2 separate regions of the Pan troglodytes genome follow, and region 2 is linked to region 1. A link is a contact called in public Hi-C data. All regions are on one chromosome and are shown on one strand. The core of a region is the stretch at or near the end of the contact, and the rest is flanking DNA. Distances in the headings are between cores, read along the strand shown. Region 1 overlaps FRMD5 (FERM domain containing 5). Region 2 holds the start of CTDSPL2 (CTD small phosphatase like 2).

What was found. Hi-C and Micro-C count contacts between places; a contact is called where the count stands out from the background.
Region 2: a Hi-C map of stem cell-derived neural progenitor cells shows a contact between it and region 1, with 2.7 times the contacts expected there. The contact joins the promoter of CTDSPL2 here to the enhancer-like site in region 1. A contact is called at or near these places in 1 of 7 Hi-C or Micro-C datasets (stem cell-derived neural progenitor cells) and 1 of 1 datasets of contacts at active chromatin or transcription factors (stem cell-derived excitatory neurons).

What each region holds. Positions count from the first base shown.
Region 1 is chr16:35,879,785-35,883,903 of NHGRI_mPanTro3-v2.0_pri, forward strand. It overlaps FRMD5 (FERM domain containing 5), which reads right to left. Exons shown (of 16, transcript XM_063794901.1): 6 at 3,617-3,740; 7 at 1-36. Among named protein-coding and RNA genes, the nearest start is that of MFAP1, 79 kb to the left of the region's middle. Within about 2 kb of position 1,762, at least 5 of the 24 cell types and tissues checked have an H3K27ac peak or open chromatin away from gene starts, as enhancers often do. A contact at or near this core is called in stem cell-derived neural progenitor cells, where this site is marked.
Region 2 is chr16:36,402,343-36,406,461 of NHGRI_mPanTro3-v2.0_pri, forward strand. It overlaps CTDSPL2 (CTD small phosphatase like 2), which reads left to right and starts at 1,811. Exons shown (of 13, transcript XM_001161793.7): 1 at 1,811-2,428. It also overlaps the pseudogene LOC104002289.

The DNA.
Region 1 (4,119 bases), core at 512-3,011:
AAGAAGTTCAGCTCTGATGTTGCTGGTGTTTGACCACTGGAATAAAGAAGATGAGATGATTTCAAGGTGTCTTGTTCCCACAGGTTCCCCTGAGGTAAACTCTCTATGAAGATGTGCTTAGGATGAGCCACACATCTCAATTTGTCTAGGGTGTGCTCCCTGCTTGGTTCTAGGACCAACTTCATAGACTCCTGCTAGAGTCTCTGACTGTCTTCAAACGTTTTCAGAGTGAGGCAGGCTACATAATGAATTACTTGGGCTGAGTGTAAACAATGGGGAGTGGTGGGGACTGTGGCAGCACCACCTTAACTCTGAGATTCTCATCACTGAGAATGCAGGGCCCACTACTTGGGAGGCTGAGGTGGGAGGTGGGAGGATTGCTTGAGCCCAGGAGTGCGAGGTTTCAGTGAGCTATGGTCACAGCCCTACACTCCACCCTGAGTGACAGAATGAGACCCTGTCTCAAAAAAAAAAAAAAAAAAAGAATGCAAGGCTTAGCTAGATATTGTGATTTTAAAAGAAAAGTCAGAGATACTGATTTTTATGTGGTATTTCACAATTTAAAATACTATGGGGTAAAACAAAATACATCTGTAGGCTGGAGGCAGGTCATAGGCTTCTCATATGTGATCTGTTCTAGACTGAAATATAAAGAAGGGGCTCATATAGCTTGCTGGTGCCACCCAGCCCTCTTCCTTTGCCAAAAGGAAACACAGGAAATTAGGGTGAGGAGAGGCAGGAGACAGTGCTGAGCTCCCATGCTCCACAACAGCTGTCTGCCCATAGGGTGATGACCAGGAAAACGAAAGATGCTGAAAAAGGCAGAGATCAGCTCCGGCTCCAGGCCATCTGAAGGGGCCTTTGGCATCACCCCTTCCCACTGCCTCTTTAGCAGGTGTGTTGATGGGCTCATTGCAGACCCAGTGGCAGAATAACCATCAGGCTCTTGCCTGGGTCCAGAGCCCTGCAAAGCAGATACACTTCTATAGCTACAGGTTTGGCTTCAGTGAGGAGGGGTGGGCAGCTTGTGAAGTCAACATCTCTGATGGCTGGTGGACAGGACTGCACGTTGCTCGTTTCTAAGCTTATCATTTGCCTCAGGTGATATGGCCAGGCAGGAAGATAAGCTGACCCCAGGCCAGATTCCCCCTAGTGTCCCTCTGGAGAGGCATTAGTCAGGCAGCACCTTTATGTGCCAGCCTCTGTGCTACTTGCTGGAAAATATATGAAGAAACACAGTATACAGTCTGTGCTCTCAAAAGCCCATATCACAGTTGCATAAAGGAAGCATGGACGTATTTTTACATTATGAAGACGAGGCAGGACCTGTGGAAAAAGTACCTGTGGAAGGGGGTATTACTGTGAATAAAGACTTCTGCATCCACTAGTGTACCTGAGGCACAGGGAAGGTAAGTTAGGAAAATATCTGTGTGGCAAGCAAAGGGCTGGCTAGAGCACAGCTTCCCTTTCCAGGGAGTGTCCTCTGTCTGCAGGGGGAGTGGGCCCTGTGGGCTCCATTTACCCTTGGAGTTGGCCCAAACCTCCAGGGTCCTCAAAGCGGGCATCATTTCCTGGGGGATCCCCTGCTTTGAACTAGGTTTCTGGAGGGCTGTCCCTACTATTCTGATGTCTCCTAAAGCCCTCCAGGCAGTTCCAGCACATCCCTGATCTCTTTGAAGGAACCATGAGGCCCCTGCCCCCAACACCACAGGCCCGTGTTTATTCTGATTTTTACCACAAGGGGTCGCTATTCCCTAACAGAGTGACTTGAGGAGCCATGGGGTCCTGCACCTGGGAAGGCACACCCAGGGAGAGGGGCGGGAAGCATCTAAGATTCCATTTGTTCGGTGTCGCCATTCCGCTGGGAGGGTCAGGAACCCCTCCTGCCACAAAGCATGGGCAGAGGGGTCTGTTTACAAAGGCTAAGGAGGCTTTGGGTTATATTTGTTGGTAAAATCATTGAGTGAAGGGTTTCTGGGGGGCCTGTGGTTGGGGAAGGAACAAGTTGAAGCTTAGTATTAGCATTAGAAATATCCAGCTCTGCTCCCTGTTGCCAGGCATAGTCTTTCCTCGGAACAGTAGATACACAAACCTTTTAAAATATTTTTTTAAAGCTGTAATGTATTATAATGACAACATAACTTTTTTGTATTTTTAATTTTTTGAGACAGGGTCTCGCTCTGTGGCCCAGGCTGGCATGCAGTGGTGCAATTCCAGCTCACTGCAACCTCCACCTCCCGGGTTCAAGTAATTCTCATGCCTCAGACTCCTGAGTAGCTGGGATACAAGCGTGTGCCACCACATCTGGCTTTTTTATTTATTTACTTTCATTTTTAGTAGAGACAGGGTTTTCGCCATGTTGCCCAGGCTGGTCTCGAACTTCTGACCTCAGGTGATCTGCCCTCCTCCGCCTCCCAAAGTGCTGGGATTACAGGTGTGAGCCACTGCGCTTGGCCAACACTGCATTCTATATCCCTTTTTTCCTCATAGTTTGTCAGTTTGGGGAATCTGTGCCGTAACCAAATGGAGCCCAAACACCCTATTGTTGCTTTTTAAAATCAGGCTTTGTAGAAAATCCTACTTCATGTGGGTGAAAGGCTGCATTAATGCTGTTTTATGGTATTCAGCATATTCTGGGCAAAGTAAGAGAAGCTGAGAAAGATGAGGCTCCAAACTTGAAGCCACGTCTCCTCCACTTCTCTCTGTGCAAAGTCGGGGACTCCAGGTAGGGTATGGGGGGGCCTGAGTTAGGCGGGGCTGAGGACATACTTCTGAACCAGAGTGCTCCCAAGGCACCCTCAGCATTTATGAATCAGCCCTGCGCACTCCATCCTCCACTGAGAAGCCACCTGTCACACCGTCACAGACTAAGAGCAGAAGCCTGCCCTTTTTCACATCCTCACTCAACCTCTCCTTTTTTTTTTTTTTTTTTTTTTTTTTTTTGAGATGGAGTCTCGCTCTGTCACCCAGGCTAGAATGCAATGGCGCAACCTCAGCTCACTGCAACCTCTGCCTCCTGGGTTCAAGCGATTCTCCCGCCTCAGCCTCCGGAGTAGTTGGGATTACAGGCACCTGCCATCATGCCTGGCTAATTTTTGTATTTTTAATAGAGATGGGTTTTCACCATGTTGGCCAGGCTGGTCTTGAACTCCTGGCCTCAGGTGATCCATCTGCCTCGACCTCCCAAAGTGCTGGGATTACAGCCGTAAGCCACCGCGCCTGGCCTTTTTCTTTCATCTTTTTTATCTTATGCAATTTCCTTTATCTTTTCCTTTTCCCCAGTTCATGCTTTCCTCTGTATCTTCATTAAATATCATAGTGAGGCAGATGCCTTTCAAAGGCCAATCCCTCTCTGTTTCCCCTATAACACAACTTCTCCCTTGTCTTTAAGCTTCAGGCTAAATCGCTTTTCTTGGAGAGGGAGCCTACAGGGCTTGTGGCTGTGACTTGTGCTGTCAGTGTATCACTGACAATGGTACATCCGCGGTCAGGAAGGCTGGGGAGCATCACTCTGTGTCAGTAAACAGTCTGCAAGAACAGAAGACATGGCGTGGAGCCTGCGTGCTCAGGCTGTGGAGAAGCCACAGTGTTCTGGGCCTGATTAAGTGCCACGTACCTCAGTTCTGTCTTGTGAATCTCGGCAATTTTCCTTTCCAGCTTCTCTGAATGTTTAGGGAAAAACTGGAACTTGGAGCTGTAGCCTTCAGGGTGTTTCCCTGAGTCATAATCCCCAATCTCCGCTTTCAAAAGGAAGGTGGAAGAAAACAATTGTGGAGACAGGTAAATCATCACTGACAAAACAACAAGAGATTAGCACACAGAGCAAAAGCCAAAATACACATCAGATTTATAAGAAACAGTGGATTCTGAGCACGGCTGTGGGCTGGGCAGAGGGCAGGCCCTTCAGGAGCATGTCCACCTTTGTTTTTCCAGGTGCACACATTGGGTTGGCATTCAAGTCTATGCAGAGAGACAGAGAGCTGACCTTGTGTTCTGAGGTCACCACAAGTAAATTTACAGTGAAAGAGCAGAGGCCTGCACTATGGTCCTCATCCATTCCGCCATGAGAAGATGGTCTGGGAGCAATGGTCTTTGTGGCAGCACAGGAAGTGGTGAGCT
Region 2 (4,119 bases), core at 561-3,060, 520 kb after region 1:
CCAGTCCTCGATACTGGGAGGCTGAGGTGGGAGGATCACTTGAGCCCAGGTGTTTAAGGATGCAGTGAGTTATGATCATGCCACTGCACTCAAGCCAGGGGTACAGAGGAAGTCCTTGTCTCTAAACAAAAAGCAAAACAAAACTTTAGGGGCTGTGTGCAGTAGCTCAGGCCTGTAATCCCAGCACTTTGGGAGGCCAAGGCAGGAAGATGGCTTGAACCATGGATTTTGAGGTTGCAATGAGCTTTAATTACTTCAGCCTGGGGAATGGAGTGAGACGCTGCCTCTAAAAATAAATAAATAAATAAAATAACCTTTAGTAATAATGGGGTAACTGTTCAGTTGGTATTTTACTGCTTTCCATGATACACTCTGGATAAACTAATTATTTGTTGGATTCCATTGAACTTTTCAGGAATCTATTTTTTTGTGTGTGGACTGTTACTATTAATAGTTCTGTGCTGTGTATACCACCAGCTCCCAATAAATGTCGCATTCAGAGCATTTTTGCACTAGGAAGATTTACGGTGCAAATGAACTCTGACAGAAGAATCTTGTAGTATACAAGGTTTTCAGAAGACAACCCACCTGCTCCATACTTCGAAATAATGAGATTCACAACGGTATGTTATTTCTGCTTACTTCTCAGCCTCTCTTGCCATCTTCCCCCTGCCCTCCCATCCTCTTTTCTTAGCGCACAGAACTACTTCTCCAATGGCTCAACACAGTCTCATATTTGGACTTTTCCGTCTGTTGTTTCCTTTACCCAGACACTCTTCCCCTGCAACACCAACTCCTCCTTTTTGTCTCAGATGTTATTGTACGAAACCTTCCCAGACCCCCTCGCCGGCACTCTCATGTGTTTTACAACGCCTATCATGCCATCCTTGTATTCGCTTTATCAGTTTTTAAATTCTGTTTACTTGGGTGTCTTCTTCAATAGATTATGATCTTTGGCCGGGCGCGGTGGCTCACGCCTGTAATACCAGCACTTCGGGAGGCCGAAGCGGGCGGATCACGAGGTCAGGAGTACGAGATCAGCCTGACCAACGTGGTGAAACCCCGTCTCTACTAAAAATACAAAAATTAGCCGGGCGTGGTGGCGCGCGCCTGTAATCCCAGCTACTCGGGGGGCTGAGGCAGAAGAATCGCTTGAACCCGGGAGGTGAAGGTTTGAGCCGAGATCGCGCCACTGCACTCCATCCTGGGCGACAGAGTGAAGACTCCGTCTCAAAAAAAAAAAAAAAAAAAAATCATTACCTTTGGGGAAGGCAGTGTCCGTGTCTGCCTGGCTCACTGTTTTACCCGTCGCACCTAGTTATTTTTTCAATAAATATTTCTTGATTGAATAAGGAGAGTGGCTTGGAGTTTCAGTGAAAAATGTTCTTCCAAACACTAGGCTTGGTTTTCCGATACCCCACTAGAACTGGATTCTCCGGACTGATACATTTTCACTCTGTGGAGCTGACCGTCCTTTGACCTAGGGTCGCAGGTGGGAGCCCACTGGCCTGAAAGATCCGAGTTTTCAACCTGCAGAATCACCGCCAACATAGGGTTGAGTCGAAGGGCATGAATATTTATGATCCAAAAGCGACTGCTACGCCCTCTAGGCAATGAGCTGGAAAGGGAACCTTCAAGGGCCACCGAAATCCCAGGAAAGGCGCCAGATTCGCTTTCTCCCGGCCTCAGGCAGCGCTCCCTACAAACTACCTCCTCCAGCGCGCCAAGCCGTTAGTCCCGCCTTATCCCCTCAGCTCCACCTACCCAGCGCGCCCACAGTTACTAAACCCTAGCCGCCAGGGTGCACTACGCGTTCCTAAGCCCCGCCTCCGGGGCAAGGGCGCGCTCCCCCTCCCAGCTCTGCCCAAGCAGTTCCGTTAGGAGCGGGAGGAAAAACCGTCCGTCGGGTCCCCGCCTCTCCACTCCTAACGCTTTACTCCCTACTCCCCCTGCGACCACTACACAGCCGGCTACGGAGGCCCCTAATGTACAAATATCCCCCAGGCCCTTGCTTATCCTGATAGGTTTTGTCCTTTCTTAATCGACCCAGTACTAAGGCCTTGTGTTCAGTTTTTCTCCGGGATTCAGACTAGAGAGTTTCTTCCGGCGTAAGGAACTTCAACGCTCTTCACGGAAGTAAAAGTGTTTTTTTGGTTGTTGTTGCCGTTGTGGCTGCCCGCATTCCTTCCCTCCCACCTCGCGGAATTGTGGCGGGAGGGGGAGGAGGAAGTCAGGGCGCCTGCGCGGAGAGGCCGCTTTCCATCCGGGTCCCTGTCCGTGCGGTGCAGCAGGTCGGTAGGCGGGAAATGGCGACTGGCTGAAGGAGCTGGTTCTGTTGCTGCTGCGGGGTAAGCGGGAAAGACACCACACATTGCGCAGTCGGGACCATCGCCGGAGCCTGAGGACACTTCTCTGTCGTCACAGTTAGGTAATCCCCTTCGTCCAGACGCCGCCGCTGCTTCCAATCTTAGTCCTCCTCCTCTTCCAGGGCCGTCTGCCGGGATCTCCTCCCCTTCTAAACCTGGTCCTCCAGCGGCTCTGGCGCCTGGGTAGGCATGCACTCTTTGGCGCCTCGTACGTCCACTGTGCGGAGCCGCTCCTTTCTGGACTTTCCCCTGGGAACAGAAAGGGAGCTCACTTCCCGCCAGCTTCACCTCCTAGGTTGCGGCCTGCGTTGTGATTTCTGGGGTTAGATTTCACTTTGCTACCCACCCCCACTCCGATCTCACGTTCCTAGTCCCAACCTCTGGGTAATTAAGTTAGAAGTTTAGCTTTTTTAACCTTTTTGGCCCACCTGATGTTTTCAGCATTTCATTCTTTCGAGTAGGGTGCTTTTAGGGGGGCGTTGCTCTTATCTCAGTTCTTATAAACACCTTTTCAGAATCTGGAAGAAGGGATTTGACTAAGTTCTGTTTATCTTTTGTACTGTTAAAATCTCGAGTTGACATTGTTACTTTTTCAAATCGGGAGTGGTAGTAAAGAACAGTCCATGTGGAAGGCCTCTGGTTTCCACAGTGGTCAGTTAGAGTGAACCTTATTATCCTTAATATTCTCTGCTTTCTTTGGATTTTAAATGTCTGTATGGGTGTTTACTTTTGCATTCTTGGCCAGAGTTCTGTGGTAAATAATTGCATAAGTAAATCTTGTTTATTTACTTCTCACCCTAGTGGTGGCTGGATGTGTGAATGATGTTAAACACTTCAGCGTACCTTAGGGAAACCTAAAGAGATCTAAGAGCTCGTAAACTTACCTGAGATCCTGAAATGAAACGTACTCAGTAGATGTTCCTCCGAGGCAGGGATTTATCTTCCTAATGCTGGTAACGCAGTACCAAGATGAATTTCTTCAGTGGGTATACAAATTAGTGACTTGAAATGATGGATTTATCTGTGTAATTTTCAAATTGTAGATTGCTTTGTCTCCCCATTCTTCGCCCAGTTTTAAATTTTCGTTCCTGGTCCATTTTTTATTCTTAGAAGAGGGAAATGGCGTGTTAAAGCTGGTTTTACTATATTTCTTTACTTTTTCTTTCCTTTTTTTAAAATTACATTGCAGACCAATTGTTCATAAAGAGAAGTAATAAGGAGGCTGTTGGTGTTTTCGGAATTTATTAATCATGTTGAATTTGGGATCTTTGCAGGTTTTTTTGTTTTGTTTTCACTAATCAAATTAAAAATTTAAAAACTGTTCACATTGAATATCAGTTGATATTTATAACTCAGGTTTTCAGTTCTGGATAGGTCCAGCTTAGAGAATTTCACTATTGTTTGCACGATGTTATGGTTAATTTTCAATAATAAACAGGAACACACAAACATTATTATAATCCTCATTTGGTAGACTTTGCCCAAGGTCATAAAGAAAGTCAAGGCAAAAGGTAGCTCTTATGTGAAGAAGTTTTTTAGGATTAAGTTGAACTTCATACTTTCCTAAGGCGAATAGAATAGTGGAGGTACAGGCACGTTAACTACTTGCCGAGTCAGTTTATTTAAAAAATGGAGCCAAATATGCAACTTAAAGGGATCTTAAATCATTGGTCTAGTGTATAGGTTTTGTCTGTATTTTAATGACCTTTTTGGGTAGTTAATAGCGTTAATGTTTTTAATAAAAATTAGTTTG